2 separate regions of the Pan troglodytes genome follow, and region 2 is linked to region 1. A link is a contact called in public HiChIP or PLAC-seq data. All regions are on one chromosome and are shown on one strand. Each heading gives the region's core, a stretch centred on a gene start, on an enhancer-like site or on the middle of the called end of the contact. The rest is flanking DNA. Distances are from core to core; before and after follow the strand shown.

Evidence for each region. HiChIP or PLAC-seq counts read pairs in DNA pulled down with a chosen protein or histone mark.
Region 2: a contact with region 1 is called in an H3K4me3 HiChIP or PLAC-seq map of stem cell-derived excitatory neurons, with 14 times the contacts expected there. The contact joins the promoter of PLEKHM3 here to the promoter of FZD5 in region 1. A contact is called at or near these places in 2 of 7 Hi-C or Micro-C datasets (induced pluripotent stem cells and stem cell-derived neural progenitor cells) and 1 of 1 datasets of contacts at active chromatin or transcription factors (stem cell-derived excitatory neurons).

What each region holds. Positions count from the first base shown.
Region 1 is chr13:110,003,260-110,008,655 of NHGRI_mPanTro3-v2.0_pri, reverse strand. It overlaps FZD5 (frizzled class receptor 5), which reads left to right and starts at 2,617. Exons shown (of 2, transcript XM_063790696.1): 1 at 2,617-3,255; 2 at 3,526-5,396. The coding sequence starts at 3,781.
Region 2 is chr13:110,274,247-110,279,879 of NHGRI_mPanTro3-v2.0_pri, reverse strand. It overlaps PLEKHM3 (pleckstrin homology domain containing M3), which reads left to right and starts at 3,676. Exons shown (of 8, transcript XM_016950390.4): 1 at 3,676-4,232.

The DNA.
Region 1 (5,396 bases), core at 1,368-3,867:
CAGTGAGGACGACCAGAGGTCACTCTCCTGGCCATCTTGGTTTTGCTGGGTTTTTGCCGGCTTCTTTACTGCGCCCTGTTTTATCAGCAAGGTCTTTATGGCCTGTATCTTGTGCTGACCTCCTATCTCACCCTGTTGACTTAGAATGTCTTCACCTCCTGGGAATGCAGCCCAATAGGTCTCAGCCTTATTTTACCCAGTCCCTATCCAAGATGGAGTCACTCTGGTTCAAATGCCTCTGACAGAACCGTGTGAAATAACACAAATATTCTGGCTAAATTCCAGTGTGAGTGATTAACATTCTCCAACTTCACATAATTTTTATTATTAGCCAACACTTGTCCATCCCCAGTAATACACACGTTGCATAAAGAGCACAGAATGAGATGGGCCTCCCTTGGCATGTTCATAGTCTGCACATACTTTCCACTGAGGGCTTCCCTTTCTTGCTCACTGCTATGCCCACAGCTTTTCAACTCCCACTATTTTCAACCCCGGGATGCTTCCTGACCCAGAGTGGCAAGTAATTCCAAAACACAAGAGATAAAATATGAACACCTGTAGAATTCCAGAGAAAGAAAGATGTAAGGTATATTTATTCATTTATTTAATTATGCATTTTAGAGTGGGGGGTCTTGCTATGTTGCTCAGGCTGGTCTGCAAACTCCTGGGTTCAAGCCATCCTCCCACCTCAGCCTCCCAAAGTGTTAGGATTACAGGCGTGAGCTATGGCGCCCGGCCTTTTAAACGTTTATTAATAGTTTTGATATCTGCGAAGTGATTGATATTTGTTCCTTTTTAACTTGGAGGCTGGGATTAACACACGTGTTCTTCATTATTGCCCACAAAGCGTTGTTGATACGCAGGAGGGGAGTGGCACTTCCGCAATTTATTCTTCCAACCTGTGGCAATGGGATCCCGGACAGGAGATGGACAGTAACCCGCGGTTGATCTGGATCTAGTCCAGTTAGTCCAGTCCCTATCCCTTCAAGTGTCCCCAGGCCCTCTTGCCTATTTTCGCCCTTTGCCCAGTGGAAGGAAAAGTTTGGGGAGAAGGAAAAAATTTAAACCCTCTTCCTAGGCGTGTGAATGTATTTCAAGTATGCTAAATACCTCAGTCTTCCAATCTAATTACAACACATAGAAAAGAGGCATTTTTAGGACATTTAAAACTTGTAGCATAATTGCGCAACAGAAGAGCGCCGCCGTGTCCCCGCCATCGGTGCGCCCTCCGACCCCCCGCGGCGCGCAAGTGCGCGGCTTAGCAGCAGGCAGCCGGGGACGGAAGGGGACGGGGAGGCCGGCGCCCTGCCCAGCACAGAACCCTGGGTCGGTATCGCTTCTCTCTGCGGGCGACTTCGGAACTGCCTGGGATTATAAACCTCGACCAATAAAGGACTCACATCTTTCTGGGTCTTCTAAAGGCAGAAAGAAATCCATTTTCTTGTCACAACAAGATTTTGTTAAGAGATGCAAAAGTAAAGGTCGAAGCCAGGGAGGCTGCGATGGTATGGGGGGAGGGGCGGCTACGATGGTGAGTGCCGCTGACCAACTACCTGGGTTCGAATCCCAGGGTTGCCATTTGGGCGGCTACTATGTGCCAGGTGATCGGAAAACGGAGGTGAACTTGCTTGCCGAGGTCGCCCTTTCTTGGGGGAACTGTGATTAGCTCGGTTGCCTTGGCCAAGTCTCAGTCTCGGTTTCTTCACCTGTAGGAAGTACCTGCCTCAGAATTGTTGTAAGGAGTGAGATCTTGTCTTAAGATGTAAACGGGCCGGGCGCGGTGGCTCACACCTGTAATCCCAGCACTTTGGGAGGCCGAGGCGGGCAGATCACGGTGTCAGGAGTTCGAGAACAGCCTTACATGGTGAAAGCCCGTCTCTACCAAAAAATACAAAAATTAGCTAGGCGTGGTGGCGGGCGCCAGTAATCCCAGCTACTCAGGAGGCTGAGGCAGGAGAATCGCTTGAACCCGGGAGGCGGAGGTTGCAGTGAGCCGAGATCGCGCCACTGCACTCCAGCCTGGGAGACAGAACAACTCGTCTCAAAAAAAAAAAAAAAAGGATGTAACCGATTAACACTTTGTTGGGCACACAGTAAAGGGCTCAGTAAGTATCCTCTCTTCTTTCACACAGATCCAAGACAGCGCAGAAGGGAGACAGCCACGCCTAAGAATGATTCCTTGAGCAGTTCTTTCAAAGAAGCACTGAACTCTGTAAGGACGCTTAGCTGCAGGCAGAAAGGGCAGGGGCCCTGGGAGCAAAGGTGCATAAGCCAGGAAGTTACAGGAGCGAGTCCTGCACCCAGGGCGCGGGCAGAGAACTCCGGAGGGACTTCTGGCAAGGGCTTCCCGCCCGGGTGCCCAGAGCGGCATGATTAGCATTCGCCCCGCCCCCATCTCCTCCCGGCCCGCGATTTGTCAGCGCTCCTTGGCCGCCCGCTCCTGGAGGGGCCAGAAGGCGCCGGGGGAAAGGCCGAGCCCGCGGGGCAGTGGGCGGGGACGCGCGGAGAGCGTGGCGAGGCGGCCCACCAACCGCGCCCGGGCCTGAGGGGGCGGGGCCGGGGCGGGGCTTCCCGGCGGGCATTAGAAGCAGGTGACCCGGGCGGGGCGGGAGAGGGCAGCCAGCCTGCGGCCGTGAGTCCGCTGTGGTCGCCGCCGCGCGCGGTTCCGTGCTCGCCAGAGGTGGGCGAAAGGGTGCGAGAGCGCGGGGGAGGAGCCGAGCAGGGCACGTCCCGAGAGCGTCGCCACCGCCCCCAGGAGTCCACTGGAGCGCGGAGCCCCCTGCAGGGGAGGAAGCGAGCGGCGGGCGGGACGCGGCGGCCGGCGCTCACCATGCAGTCCCGGCCCGGCCAGCGCCGGCTGCTCGCGGTGCTGTGAGGCGGCGGGGTCCCACGGCCCCCGCCTCCCGCGTTCCTCCCGCCCAGGTGCTGCCAGGCGCGCTCGCCCTCCGTCCGGCTCCCGGCCCCGGGGAGAACGCACGGCCTGCCCCTGCCCGGCTCCGTCTGGATCATGCGGGGGGCTCCCGAGGAGGAGAGGGCGAGTGACCGGCCTGCGCCGCCCCTGTTCTGGGGGCGCCCCCCACTCTGAGTCGCCCCCACCTGCTGCCATGTGCCGCTGCCACGGGTACCCAGCCTGTCGCTAAACTTTCCGGGCGCCAGCCCGGCTCTGAGTCGCGCTTCTCAGCGGAGTGACCCAGGGACGGAGGACCCAGGCTGGTTGGGGACTGTCTGCTCTTCTCGGCGGGATCCGTGGAGGTGAGAACCTTCCCTTTCTCCCTGTTCTTCTCCCGGTTCCTGTGCCCTTTTCCGGGAAGCTGAGGGTTCTGGTCTCCGGGCACTGCCTGAAAGGCCCAGCTTGGAAAGAGAGGGTGGGGGAATCAGTAGTTTGGTTACAGGAGGCGGAGCGGGGAGGAAAGGAAAGGGGTTAACTTAAGAGATTTGGAGACAGCTCGCGGGGACCGAACTGTTGACGCCTCTCCAACAGGGAGTGGTTGCAATCTTTCTTCTCCCCCTTCTTTTTTAAAGAGTCCTTTCCCTGGAATCCGAGCCCTAACCGTCTCTCCCCAGCCCTATCCGGCGAGGAGCGGAGCGCTGCCAGCGGAGGCAGCGCCTTCCCGAAGCAGTTTATCTTTGGACGGTTTTCTTTAAAGGAAAAAGCAACCAACAGGTTGCCAGCCCCGGCGCCACACACGAGACGCCGGAGGGAGAAGCCCCGGCCCGGATTCCTCTGCCTGTGTGCGTCCCTCGCGGGCTGCTGGAGGCGAGGGGAGGGAGGGGGCGATGGCTCGGCCTGACCCATCCGCGCCGCCCTCGCTGTTGCTGCTGCTCCTGGCGCAGCTGGTGGGCCGGGCGGCCGCCGCGTCCAAGGCCCCGGTGTGCCAGGAAATCACGGTGCCCATGTGCCGCGGCATCGGCTACAACCTGACGCACATGCCCAACCAGTTCAACCACGACACGCAGGACGAGGCGGGCCTGGAGGTGCACCAGTTCTGGCCGCTGGTGGAGATCCAATGCTCGCCGGACCTGCGCTTCTTCCTATGCTCTATGTACACGCCCATCTGTCTGCCCGACTACCACAAGCCGCTGCCGCCCTGCCGCTCGGTGTGCGAGCGCGCCAAGGCCGGCTGCTCGCCGCTGATGCGCCAGTACGGCTTCGCCTGGCCCGAGCGCATGAGCTGCGACCGCCTCCCGGTGCTGGGCCGCGACGCCGAGGTCCTCTGCATGGATTACAACCGCAGCGAGGCCACCACGGCGCCCCCCAGGCCTTTCCCAGCCAAGCCCACCCTTCCAGGCCCGCCAGGGGCGCCGGCCTCGGGGGGCGAATGCCCCGCTGGGGGCCCGTTCGTGTGCAAGTGTCGCGAGCCCTTCGTGCCCATTCTGAAGGAGTCACACCCGCTCTACAACAAGGTGCGGACGGGCCAGGTGCCCAACTGCGCGGTACCCTGCTACCAGCCGTCCTTCAGTGCCGACGAGCGCACGTTCGCCACCTTCTGGATAGGCCTGTGGTCGGTGCTGTGCTTCATCTCCACGTCCACCACAGTGGCCACCTTCCTCATCGACATGGAACGCTTCCGCTATCCTGAGCGCCCCATCATCTTCCTGTCAGCCTGCTACCTGTGCGTGTCGCTGGGCTTCCTGGTGCGTCTGGTCGTGGGCCATGCCAGCGTGGCCTGCAGCCGCGAGCACAACCACATCCACTACGAGACCACGGGCCCTGCACTGTGCACCATCGTCTTCCTCCTGGTCTACTTCTTCGGCATGGCCAGCTCCATCTGGTGGGTCATCCTGTCGCTCACCTGGTTCCTGGCCGCCGGCATGAAGTGGGGCAACGAGGCCATCGCGGGCTACGCGCAGTACTTCCACCTGGCTGCGTGGCTCATCCCCAGCGTCAAGTCCATTACGGCACTGGCGCTGAGCTCCGTGGACGGGGACCCAGTGGCCGGCATCTGCTACGTGGGCAACCAGAACCTGAACTCGCTGCGCGGCTTCGTGCTGGGCCCGCTGGTGCTCTACCTGCTGGTGGGCACGCTCTTCCTGCTGGCGGGCTTCGTGTCGCTCTTCCGCATCCGCAGCGTCATCAAGCAGGGCGGCACCAAGACGGACAAGCTGGAGAAGCTCATGATCCGCATCGGCATCTTCACGCTGCTCTACACGGTCCCCGCCAGCATTGTGGTGGCCTGCTACCTGTACGAGCAGCACTACCGCGAGAGCTGGGAGGCGGCGCTCACCTGCGCCTGCCCGGGCCACGACGCCGGCCAGCCGCGCGCCAAGCCCGAGTACTGGGTGCTCATGCTCAAGTACTTCATGTGCCTGGTGGTGGGCATCACGTCGGGCGTCTGGATCTGGTCGGGCAAGACGGTGGAGTCGTGGCGGCGTTTCACCAGCCGCTGCTGCTG
Region 2 (5,633 bases), core at 2,427-4,926, 270 kb before region 1:
AGCATTACAGTTTGATAATAATTACGAAACACCAACATGTTAAAAACAAGAATAAATTGCAATTGTAAAGATTTTATTCAAATTCACTACAATATTTCATGTAAAAATGAAAATTTGTAATGAAATTTTTGCCAATCAAATACATTCACTTTGTAGTCTGCATTGTTTCACTGTTTCATATTACAAATATCAAAAGCCCAAAAGGTCACAAAGGACAGAACTAAAATTAACTCATATTCTTATTTTTTCTCTCTGTAATCACTATTATTTCAAATCTACTGTTTAAACACAGGCATTTCACTAGGGTTGAAATCACAACTAGGCCGCCAAAGTGAGCTGGAACCATCTGGTCCATTATAAAGCTACTTTAAAAGGAGCCTGCAGGCCGGGCGCGGTGGCTCACGCCTGTAATCCCTGCACTTTGGAAGGCCAAGGCGGGCGGATCACGAGGTCAGGAGACCATCCTGGCTAACACCGTGAAAGCCCGTCTCTACTAAAAATACAAAAAATTAGCCGGGCGTAGTGGCGGGCGCCTGTAGTCCCAGCAACTCGGGAGGCTGAGGCAGGAGAATGGCGTGAACCTGGGAGGCGGAGCTTGCAGTGAGCGGAGATCGTACCACTGCACTCCAGCCTGGGCGACAGCAAGACTGTCAATAAATAAATAAATAAATAAATAAATAAATAAGGAGCCGGCATCGCTGAGTCCTGTGTGTTGGAAACTGAATGTATAACTGCAAATTCTTGTAATTTACTTCCATGTAGAACACTGGGTTTGCTGAAGGATGAGTAATAAAATGTGCTAAGTTGAAGTTTACATGCACATTATTAAAACTCAGTAACCTCAGCAATTGTTCAGATTTAGGCCAAATATGTTTTTCAGGGAGGAATATTTTGTCATTGACTTTGTTTACGTTTGCTGGCACATGGTGATCAGCACAGCCCAACTTTCCGTTGATTTTATTATTGTTCCCACTGCCCTACCCTTGGTCTACCACTGGCTTTAATAATTCTGGGAGGCCAGACACGGTGGCTCACACCTGTAATCTCAGCACTTTGGGAGGCTGAGGTGGGACAACTGCTTGAGACCAGGAGTTCAAGGCCAGCCTGGGCAACATAGTGAGACCTTATCTCTATTTTTTTAAATGGAAAATATGTATAAAAACTTTTCCTTCAGCTCTCATTCCACTCCGACCACTTCTTTTCTCAATTTTTATAATGCCTTTCAAACTTTAGTGTGTATAGGAATCCCCTGGAGAGATTGTTAATGCTCCTGTTTCCCCACCCCCAGAACTTCTGATTCAATAGGGTGACCCAACATGTGCATTTCAAACAATCATTTGCATTTCAAACAATATTCCCAAATGATGTTGATGCCGCGTGCAGGTTGTGGATCACACTTCTAGAGACACTGGTCCAGAACTCAATAATTTAGAACGTATATTCTGTTGCTTTGTTCATTCTATGAAACACGTATCTCTTTCACTAGACTGTGTTCATTAGACTGTGTTAGAACACATGAGACTGTGTTCATTAGATATGTGTTTCTATGAAACACATATCTCTTTCATTAGGGCAGGAATCTTGTTTCACACTCCTCTATCCTGTGCAGTACAAGAGTGCCAAGAAATGCCCATAGGATACGTGTTAATTGAGGCTTGGAGGTTTGCACATTTTCTCCATAATTTAGATGCGGTAAAGATTATGTGTTTGCAGCAGTCTCTTCCAGTAGTACCAGCTCTAGAAAATTTCCTGGCACTGGCTCTGAACTTAAATGCATCTGGAACCCATGAGGTGTGACCATGCAGCTTTATGTTCACCTGTCTTGGGAGGACAATTCTCTATGGGCCTCAGATTTTCTGAAAACACAATTTTATAATAAGACTTTTTCTTTGGTCTCCAGACTGTCCCTAAATTGGTGCAGTCCTGAGGCTGAGTGATGCAACTTGATTATAAGACAGTGGTCTGGGTCTAGGTGGCCATACTAAGTATAAAATACAAGTTATGCAATCAATTTCTAGCTTTTTTTTTTTTTGACATGGTCTCACCCTGTTGCCCAGGCTGGAGTGCAGTGGTGCAATCACAGTTCATTGCAGCCTCGACCTTCTGGGCTCAAACAATCCTCCCACATCAGCCTCCCAAGTAGCTGAGACTACAGGTGTGCACTACCACATCTCGCTAATTTTTAAGTTTTTGGTAGAGATGAGGTCTCACTATGTTGCCCCGGCTGGTCTCAAACTTGTGGGCTTATAGCTTTATATTTTTAAAAGGAGTGATAGGATACACGGCTTCAGTCAGCCCACTGAATGCCTAATCCCATTCAGTATGAGTCATGGTACATTCAGCTGGCTGTATATGGCCTGATGGCCTTCTCTCCAGGGCAGCTAAAGGCAACAGAATACACACCCAATCCATGCTGTTACTCTGCATCTACTGAAGCCCATGCTTCCTTCTCCAAACAGTAGAGAAAGTCCCCAGTTTTCTTGGGGATCATAAATAATTGGAACAATTCCACCCACCTATCTCTGTGCTGGCATATCTGGAGTGCTGAGACACTCTAATTCTTCAACTTCTTCTTTGGATAGACCCTCTGTTCTCTTTCCCACAGGGTCTTGAGAAGACAGGAGGCATCGCTAAAGCTTGTGTGTGTCTACTTGTGCCTTGTGAGTCTGTTATTGTGTAAAGATGCTCTCAGAGGGGGAATGAGAATGTGCTTCTAGTTCTGCCCCTAAAACTAGAAAATTAGTCTTTAATCCCATAGGAAAAGAGACCTGGCCCCTTACGCTGATCTGAGAAAATATGGAATATAGGTAGTTCCCAAATATACTGGACATAGGAACCTCTCAGGGAATAAACTTTGGTTGATAAATTGCAAACAGGCAGCCAGGCGCAGTGGCTCACGCCTGTAATCCCAACACTTCGGGAGACCGAGGCAGGCAGATCATGAGGTCAGGAGATTGAGGCCATCCTGGCTAACACGGTGAAACCCCATCTCTAATTAAAAAAAAAAAAAAAATAGCCAGGCGTGGTGGCACATGCCTGTAGTCCCAGCTACCCAGGAGGCTGAGGCAGGAGAATCACTTGAGCGACAGAGCAAGACTCCATCTCAAAAAAAAAAAAAAAAAAAAAAAATTGCGAACAGGCATGGAGGAGCTGGGGTACAGTATTTTGAATCACTATACACAATGCAACAAAGATTTATTAAGCACTCAGGTCACAAACATTATACTGGGCACTGAGGACAGGATGGTACAACAAAAATAGGCATAATTATTGCTTATGGAACATGTGGTTATTCTCATGAAGCTTACAGTTTCACAGCAAGGTAATTATTAACATAAAAGCATTCTGATAAGTATAAACGTTTAATTACTGTAAATGCTGTGAAGAGGAGCATATGGTGCTATAATTGCATGATATAGACGTCGTCAACCTAGAAGGGGCACTAAGGGACAACTTTCCTGAAGGGCTGACTACTGAGCTGAGAGCTGAAGGATGAGTGGAAACTACTCGGGTAAAGAGTGTTCTAGACAGAATGATATGCAAAGGCCCTGTGGCAGGAATGAGCATGAATTGCTCATGGCATTGAAGAAGGCTGCAGTGGCTGAAGCAGACGCTAGGGGGAGCATGGTACAAGATGTTGCTAGGGAGGAAAAAAGGACCAGACCATGTCTGGGTCTCTTACATCACAGTAAGAATTCTTATGAGCAATAGGAAGCTACTGAAATGCTTAAGCAGGTTTCTGTTTTGAAAGAGTTACTCTGGCTATTGGCTGTTGCAGAGTTAATGGATTGGAAGGGCCAATAGTGCTGCTAGGAGGTGATTGCAGGACAATTGCAGTCACCCAGAGGAGAGAAGATGGAAGCTTGGTCTAGGGTTGGGAGAGGGGAAATGAAGAGAGGTAGACAGCTCTGCACAGAAGAGTTCCCTGTATGTGATGCAAGCTTCTAGGAGAGCTAAGCATTTGAAGCCTTTGTTATAAAGCTAACTGATTATGGAACAGTAGTTTTAATTTAGGTGGCCGTATTAGGTTTGTAAGCATGTGATTGACTTCTAGCTTCATATTTTAAAAGTGATAATGGGACAGGCAGTTTTTCTAGAGAAGTGGAGTCCTGGAGAGTGAGTAGAGAAGCCAGCTCAAGGAGAAATTCCTCAGGAGTGCCATTCTGCTTTATCACCACTGAGTGCTGCTGTTTCCAATGACAAGTTCCCAAGAAACCAAAGGGCCAAGTAAGGTAAGAGGAACAGTGGCGGGGGAGCGGGGGGTTGGCAGGGGGCAGCGGGGAACCAGCTTAGAGTTTTAAAAAGTGGAGAAGACAAAGATGTTTTCTAATTTTGGAAACCTGAGTCCTAAGCTGCAAGGGTCCAAATCAAATTTTTGGGAAGGTCATTTTGTAATATGGTAACTTCTTGCTTTACTGTCAGCATCTCTAAAGACAGTCCCCAGTAATAAAGGGGCCAAAAGAGGCTTTTTTAGAACCATTAGTGTACCCCCTCCTGTACAGTCCCATTAGCGGGCCTTGTTAAACCAACCCAGACAAAGAGCAAAGATGCCCTAGTTAATGGAGAGTCTCCGATAATTACTCTGCTCAGCCGCTTCTTTTAGGGTCTGAATGGTCTTTAAATAATGTTTCTCTTGCTGTGGTCGCAGACAATGACCTAGCAGTCTGCTTTAAGCGGTGCCAATCCCATTAGCCGAAGAATAGCAAAGCTCTGTGTGTGTCTGCGTGCCAAGGAGCGAGTGTGTGTGTGTGTATGTGTCTGTGCGTGCATGTGCGTGTGGTGAGGAGCTCAGCTTATGGCAGGGATCAGGCTTAATGTTGCTTTCTTCCTCTTTTCCTCCCTTTCTCTACACATCCATCCCTCCCAGGAACCAAACATACCACTGTGTCTATTGGGTCATCTGCATGTTGAGTGACAACCTGCCCTTACTGAAAATGGAAACAGACTCCCTTAAATGCTTGCGGACGATGTTTCTCATTCCTACTTACTAAACACTTCTCTGTAGGATGTGATTCTAAACATGCCCCTGTCCTCTAAGAACTTCACGTCCCAGAACCACAATAATGCAAACAATGTAAAGTCACCCCAGTAAATGTGTGCCATTCAGGGTGGAAAATGTTTTAAAAGCTTCATAAATGTGGAAGAAAAAGATTGAGGGTACAAAAGTTATAGGAAGAATGCCAAGATTTTTGGAATCTTTTCCTCTGTGGCTCTCTCTCCTGATGCCTTGCAACTCTTTTTTCTGATAATGAGAATGCTTACTTATATTTGAAGACAAGTTATATCCCGGACACAGAATGTGGAAACGGGGCAACATTAATTTATTTAGGAAGGATCGAGTGCTCCAACATGAAAGTGTGAATAAGTTCGATCGTGAACTGTTTTGTAATAAAAATGTACAAAACAACATTCAGAAACACTGCTGTAAATGGAACCTGGTTGCAACCTGCTCTTGCCCACCGTTGTCTGGAGGACTTTTTCAGAGGCTCCAGAATGGTCTGATTCAACAGTTTTTGAATCAACTGAGTGTGAAAACAGGCTAGCATAAGTAGGTAGGGTGACTCCACTCACACAAATACATGGGAGTGAGTTATTTGCAGCTCATTAAGTATCACAGGGCCTCTCCCCACCAC